Linked DNA regions of Mus musculus: region 1 is linked to region 2. The links are chromatin contacts, called in public HiChIP or PLAC-seq maps. All regions are on one chromosome and are shown on one strand. The core of a region is the stretch at or near the end of the contact, and the rest is flanking DNA. Distances in the headings are between cores, read along the strand shown.

Region 1 (3,319 bases), core at 567-3,066, 150 kb before region 2:
GTGACCTGGGAGAGGGACTGACTGACCCGCAGCAGGCCAATCTGTTGGGTCTTCACAAATGCGGCCCTTTACAACTAACTCTAAATGTCTCAGAAAAATGGGGCAAGGGGTGATCCATCGTCTATTCTTTCTCTCCAGCACCTTCCCCTCATCATCCCAGAGAGCTGCTGTGCACAGGGTTAGCAGTGAGTCGTCCCTGCTACCGGAGCTTCTCCATTCTAAGCTGCAGGTTCTATCAGAAGCCATGTCCAAACTACTCACCGTCCAGCTGCTGGCCGTGGGCCTGCCATCCTGATAAGGACAGCAGGCTGTGAAGTAACTTGAGGGCCTACTGACGACATGGGGATTATAACGATTACCCAGGATGGCAAGATCTACTCAGACCGGTGGCCAGCCAGCCCCAGGAAGGTTGGAGCAAAGGGCTTGCTGTTGGGGGACAGATCCCTGCTACCTCCAGACCACCAGAGTCATGGCTCTCTTCATATGTTTAAGTATGTGTCTGTGTCTCAAACAACCTAAGGTTTCCTTCCTAAGGAAGGAAACCTGACTTAAGAAAAGGATCTCTTTTGTCTGTCACCCATCTTCTCCCAAATACAGCCTGTAGTGAAGCGTGACCAGGAGAGTATGTGTGGCCCAGTTCTCAGGGGTAGGGGGGTAGGCTTTCTGGGCCATTCTACTGTTTAAGCCAGAATTCCAAAGCAGCTTTCTCCAGCCCACTGGCTTGCTGGGTTTCCGTCCCCACTGCAAGGGGCTGGTACCAAGTGAGCCTTCAGCTTCATTGGCCACTCCACCTCCTCCACAGGGAAAGTGCACAGGGGCTTCAGCCAGTCCTCGGGGTTCAAGAAAGGATGTCAAGGGGATTATTTCTGATCTTACACACTTCCTGCCCCAGATCATGTTGGCATGGCGTATGTTCCACGGGGTCCACATGAATTCTCAATGGTTTAAGTTAAGCAGGAAGCAGAAAAGGCAGTGGTGGGGGGAGGAGAGAGTTTTGTCCTAGCTCTTTAAGCTGATATCAGGAGAAGACACCACAGGTGGTCTCAGGGAGGTGGCAGCCATGACTGCAGGACACCTCTTGCCAATTACCCAGTGCTGGGCCCAGATGAGGCCCCTCCTTGTCTGCTGGGAAAATATACACTTCTTTCCCTGATGCACTGCAGGGGTGCAGAGGGGTGCCAGTTTCAACAGAGCCCACTGTCACCCTTGAGGGCAGCCCATGAATGGCCATGGCTGCCTTTTGTCCTGTCCTTGTGGGCGAATATTCCTAGAGGACTGATTGATTTATTTGGCTTCCCACTGCCTTTTGCTCCTGCATAGCTACAAGGCACTCAGCGACACACTGCCAACAACTAGATCAACTGACTAAGCTGAGCCCTGCCGCCACGCTGGAAGCCACCTCCTCAGGTATGTGTGTAGGACTTAGAACAGCCTGCTTGGCTGGGAATCCATCGAGGCTATGGTCGTGGGCTTGGTGCAGACCAAGACTGGGCTGCGTTTGCCACTAAGGAGCTGTAACAAAGGCTTGGACAGGGACCAGGGCTGGCAGGAACAGAGGGAGCCAGCTGTCATCTTCCATCGGCCCTGGGGGATGCACAGAGCTCTTCTCTCAGGCAGACTGGCCTGTATTTGTTTATGTTTAGAGACACTTGTGACTTTAAGGGGACAGGAAGCAGTTTCTGAAAATACACAACAGAGGATGAAGAAAGAAAATGATAAGCCATCTGGACTAGGGACAGTATACATGAGAATAGGTCAAAGGGGACTCCCTCCATAAGGACCCAAGCTGAGCAGTGCTGAGACCTCCTGTTGGCCAAAGCAAAAAGGGAAATGTGTCAAGCTGTTGGGCTTCTAAAGCCTGGCAGCAAATGCCAGCTGCACAGCTCAGCTGGTTGATGGGTTCACAGAGAGGCCGGAGTGTCTGGAGCTGGGTGCCTCCATCGCAGGGCCTCATGTACTTCCCTCTCCAAGGCAGGGAGACTCCATCCCACACAAGGGGCTGACTTGCCCAGGCTGGGCTCTTGCCGGGCCCAGCATCTCTCCCCCAACGCCTGAGAGTTCTGTGGACATGCTCACAAACATGAAGTCAAAATTGCTTATTCTTGCTGACCTTACACATTAAGAGTATTTGGAAGCTCCTGAACAGCTGTCCCCTCACCCCAGCACCTGGCACGCATGGGCGATGCTCTCAGAGGAGTCTCTGAATCCATCTGATCTCCTGCCCTAGCCAGGTGTTCACTAAGACTATTCCTGAAACTGAAGCCCAGAGTATCAAAAAGGCTCGACCGGCCCCACTGTTGACTGCTCTGGCCTGAAAGGCCCATAGGCCTTCCCGACACTGGGCTACCAAGCCCCAGGAGGTGGCCCACCCAACCAGTCTACAAGGACATTCTAGGCAGCCCTTTCCAGCCAGGCATTTAAAATGCCTCATTTTCAGCGGGGGCACAGCTCGGCAGTAACGCTTCTCTGTCCTACCAGGCCTTGGCTCCACACCGTCCCCTGCAGACGAGAAAAATGCAGTGCCTGCCCTAAAGGATCTCAAGCTCCTGGCTCAAAAAGAAAGGCAAGGAACTCTGCACCTTGTAAAGAGATTTTGAGTTTTGACCTTCAGGTTGACTAGTCCAAGCTAGACCCATCCCCCCACATCAGCTCCAGGGAAGCAAAAGACAGATGGGGTTCCAGTGCTAACCCTAAATCGATCACCTGTCTGCCAACCTGCATATTAGGATTCAAATGTTGTGGGGAGATGCCCAGTGTTCAGTGGAGTCTCTTGGGGATGCCCAGTAGTGGGTCCTAGGTGCAGCCACCAACATAGAGACATCAGATGGCCCAAGCTTCACCCCCTTCCTGGTGGCCTGTGCTCCCCAGACCCATTCCCAGGAACCCCCGACCCTCCCACCAGGGCTGAGATGGGTAGAGCTTATGCTTCTTATGTTCTCATTCTGAGCATACTAAGATTCAACAGTCCTGTCCCTGGCTCCAGGCTAACTACCAGATCTGGAAACAGCCATGGATGGCCGCATTCTACAACTAGGGAGGCAAAGGGTCTGCAGTGAGACCCACATTGTGGATCTGAAAAAAACAAAACTAAACAAACAAAAAAAAAAAAACAGGGCACCTCCTTAGGGGAGTAACACAGGGGCATGAGCTAAGAAGCCTCGGTCCATACCCATTCCTAGTGCCTGTGTGGAACCTATTTACCGATGAACAATATACAAATGTGGTTACCAAAGAAACCAGGGAAGAGCAATGCTCCACTGTTCCATCCTGCTCTTAGAGCCCAGAAGTACAGCTTACTCCAACCACCCTTCCAGCAACC
Region 2 (3,319 bases), core at 707-3,206:
TATTTATTTAGTCTATGTATGTGAGTACACTGTCTTTATGCACACCAGAAGAGGGCATCAGATCCCACTCCAGATGGTTCTGAGCCACCATGTGGTTGCTGGGAATTGAACTCAGGACCTCTGGAAGAGCAGTCAGTGCTCTTACCCACTGAGCCATCTCTCCAGCCCAGGAATCTAAGAATCTAATTATTTTTATAGAGTTGAATTGCTGGTCATTTGCTTGATTTCTTCTGGGCTTGGTGTCTTTCTTGTATAAATCCTTCACAGAGCAAAGTCTCCTTCAGTAACCCCGAGTCTCACTTTCTGAATATTGTCTGATACTGTAATTTAAGGTCTGTAGCCTTCACTGAACCTAGTTCACCCATTCACCCTCCTTGCACAAGAGAGGTGCAACATCCCAGAAGACAGAATCTGGGAGCCTCCCCTCATTTCCTGCAGTACACACTGATGTATTTGGAACAAAACAAGCTGAACTCTTAGGAGCAGTTCCCCTTGGAGGATGAAGAGCTTCTTCAGAGCCCAGGGGAGCCCAGGAGGAGTGACTTGTTGACCCAGGGCTACCTGGGCTCCAGAGGAGAAGCTTGGGAGGCGATAGCAGCTTCCTTTAAACTGCTGACATGAATCACCCCACAGAAAACACCTGCAAACGCTCTAAAGAGTTACACACATCCACATGGACACGTGCCCAAGTGTTCTTGTGTGCACATGTCAAGATGCTCATACGAAGCACAGGCACACACATGTGGGCACAAATACATGGATGTATGCACACGAATGTCAGGATGAATACAGGCTCATCAAAGATCGCAGTGCTCCCTGTGCATGCACACTCCCCAGACACTGTGCACTGGCTTGGTCAGGCCCAGCAGGAAGTGGAGGTCGCATTCAAGCGCAAGGTCAGGGCCAAGTGACCAGGGAGAGAGCAGGCTGAGAGAGCCAGAAGTCCATAATGAAGCCGGGGGTGGGGGGTTGGGGGTTGGGGTGGGGTTGGGGTAGTGGCTAGCAGTGGCTCAGGGCAGCCCTTGCACAGAACGACCAGAAGGCTGACAGATGTGCTCCTCAGAGCGAGCCTGGAGAAATACTGATCTACTGAGATGAGTTCGGATGTGCAGAATCACATAGTGCAGCCTGCAGAAGTGCCCAGCGCGCTCCTACCCGAGTGAGTGCATAGCGCACAGACCTATGCACACAGCCCCTCTGTGCCAGCCCGTACATACACGTACACGTACAAACACACAGAGAGACACAATAAGCTGGGCCTGAAGCGATGTGCTAAGCAGCCTGGCCAAGCCTGAGCTCCTTGATCCCCACCCCCCTCCGTCCCCTCCCCCACAGCCAGCCCAGAGCCCAGCTCCTGAGCTGAGTTCTTTGTTACTCTCACCAAAGACTAAATCCCAGTAGGACAATGGGCCGACAAGGCCAGCACAAATCACCATCCCCTGCTCTTCGAGGGCCCCAACTGCTTGAGTGACAGCTGAATCAGATCCGGATTGGGCGGGGCGCGGGGGGGGGGCGGGGAGAGAAGAGGAGGCTCTCCTTCAGGCAAGCCCCCAGCCGCAGAGCTGGGAGGTCTCCTTTGCAAACCCCTTCCCCCCACTTCCCACCCACTTTCCTAAGGCGTACGGGGCCTTCAAGGCCTGGCAGCTGGGTCTCAGACTCTCCATTCGCCCTTACTCCTTCCTCACTGGTACACCCCAGCGTCATTACATCTTACCTTCCTAACCACTGCCAGGGCCCTGGCCAGGCCTCCTCTTCTCTTTTCTGGTCTCTGCCAGGGACTGTTTCCCAGAAGCCAGATCCTCCCACCTGGAGGAACCTTTCTGGAGCGTGATTCAAATCAGTTTTTCTCCAGCTTAAGAACCTTCAGTGGTTCCCCAAACCCCCTCAGACAGTCTTGAGCTCCGCTACCCTCGCGAGGCACCATCTGACCACTGGCCCCATTCCCAGCTTCCCCTGGCTCAACCAGAACAGCGGTCCAATGCTAAATCTCCCAGGCTCCCGTGGGCCTCTGCTCTGCAGCTCTCTGCTGGGAACCTTTCCCCACTGCACTAGGGACTTTTCTGAGACTGTGAGGTAAGACCAGGTGTTTTCCTTCCAACCAGCCCATAGTGGGCCGTGTTTGTGTAAAATAAAATAAAAACGAGCTGCTAGAGCAAAAAGTGAATTTAGTACAACGATGCTCACCCACCTGAGACCAGTATAGCAGTTTTCTGTGGCCTTAACCCTTTCCTCACCACAGGAGCCAGCAATCACACTCAGAGATGTTTAACCAGAGGATGCAAGCAAAGCTGATGAAACATGTGTATGTTTGGTGTCTTCATAATTGTCCAAACTGTAAAGGACTTACATAGCCTTCATGGTGGGCAGACATATGGTGCTGTATCTACACACACTGTCTTAGCATGCCATGGCAAGAACTGCAGACATGCATGATGTGGCCACATCTCCAGTGCACTGTACCAAGTGAAACATCCCAGCAAAGCCCCAGGCCCACCTCTGTGGACCCTCCCCTCCCCTCTCCTCCCACCTCCTAGGGCACAGCACTGGGCCTTTCATTCTTGCTTGCCCAGCATCCCTAACCCAAAAATCTGAAGTCCAAAGTGCTCCCAAGTGGGGAAATGTTCACACTTGACTTCATGTGATATCTCACAGACAAAAGGCAGGTATGCCAAAAACATTCTGTAAAATTGCTTCCCCAAAGCTCCAAAGTATTTGGTCCAAAGCATTTCAGATAAAAGATGCTTACGCTTGTATGACGTCAGGGCTGGGGGTGGGACAGATACAGGTTGGTGGAGACAAGATGCAAAGTTGGGATGGGTGACTCATGGTAAGAAGCAAGAAGGATGTTTAGTGGGTGATGAGCACCCGTGCATGGATTTGCTAGGGGCTGCGTGACACCTCACGGTTAAACGCTAGTTCTCTGCTCTCCTCCCACTGGGTTACCGCTATTCTACTTCTGTCTATGATGTGACCATTGTAGGTTTCTTACCTGACTGAAGCCATACCATGCTGACCCTTTCGGGTCCAACTTCTTTCCTTTAACGAAGTGCTTTCAAAGGGTGTGCATAAGAATGACATGGCTTCACTCTTTTCCAAGGCTAAATGTTATCCCCTAAGCACACTGTGTGTATCCTGTCTGTCTATACTGGGACATCTGGATGGTTTCTACATCATGGATACTGCTGTGAACATTGGTGACAAACACAGCCCTGCTTCTTTAAAAATCAACAAACAAAAGAACGTCACCTGTCAATTTGCTAAACATTTACTCTCAGTTTCATTATCCATCTCTCTGGAGTGGCGCAGCAAGCCCTATCTT

Evidence for each region. HiChIP or PLAC-seq counts read pairs in DNA pulled down with a chosen protein or histone mark.
Region 1: a contact with region 2 is called in an H3K4me3 HiChIP or PLAC-seq map of embryonic forebrain, with 4 times the contacts expected there. The contact joins two enhancer-like sites. A contact is called at or near these places in 7 of 39 promoter capture datasets (the 3T3-L1 cell line, the HPC-7 cell line, HPC-7-derived erythroid cells and 3 more), 4 of 15 datasets of contacts at CTCF or cohesin (CD8 T cells, large pre-B cells, pro-B cells and 1 more), 90 of 484 Hi-C or Micro-C datasets (the 3T3-L1 cell line, 3T3-L1-derived adipocytes, the 63-12 cell line and 58 more), 16 of 115 datasets of contacts at active chromatin or transcription factors (the 230-238 cell line, the HPC-7 cell line, bone marrow-derived dendritic cells and 10 more) and 1 of 9 other capture datasets (embryonic tail).

Annotation. Positions count from the first base shown.
Region 1 is chr2:38,577,533-38,580,851 of GRCm38.p6, reverse strand. The region is part of intron 8 of Nek6 (NIMA (never in mitosis gene a)-related expressed kinase 6); the gene reads right to left. Among named protein-coding and RNA genes, the nearest start is that of Gm35808, 46 kb to the right of the region's middle. Within about 2 kb of position 1,816, at least 40 of the 459 cell types and tissues checked have an H3K27ac peak or open chromatin away from gene starts, as enhancers often do. A contact at or near this core is called in embryonic forebrain, where this site is marked.
Region 2 is chr2:38,422,693-38,426,011 of GRCm38.p6, reverse strand. No RefSeq gene overlaps it. Among named protein-coding and RNA genes, the nearest start is that of Gm13584, 56 kb to the right of the region's middle. Within about 2 kb of position 1,956, at least 61 of the 459 cell types and tissues checked have an H3K27ac peak or open chromatin away from gene starts, as enhancers often do. A contact at or near this core is called in embryonic forebrain, where this site is marked.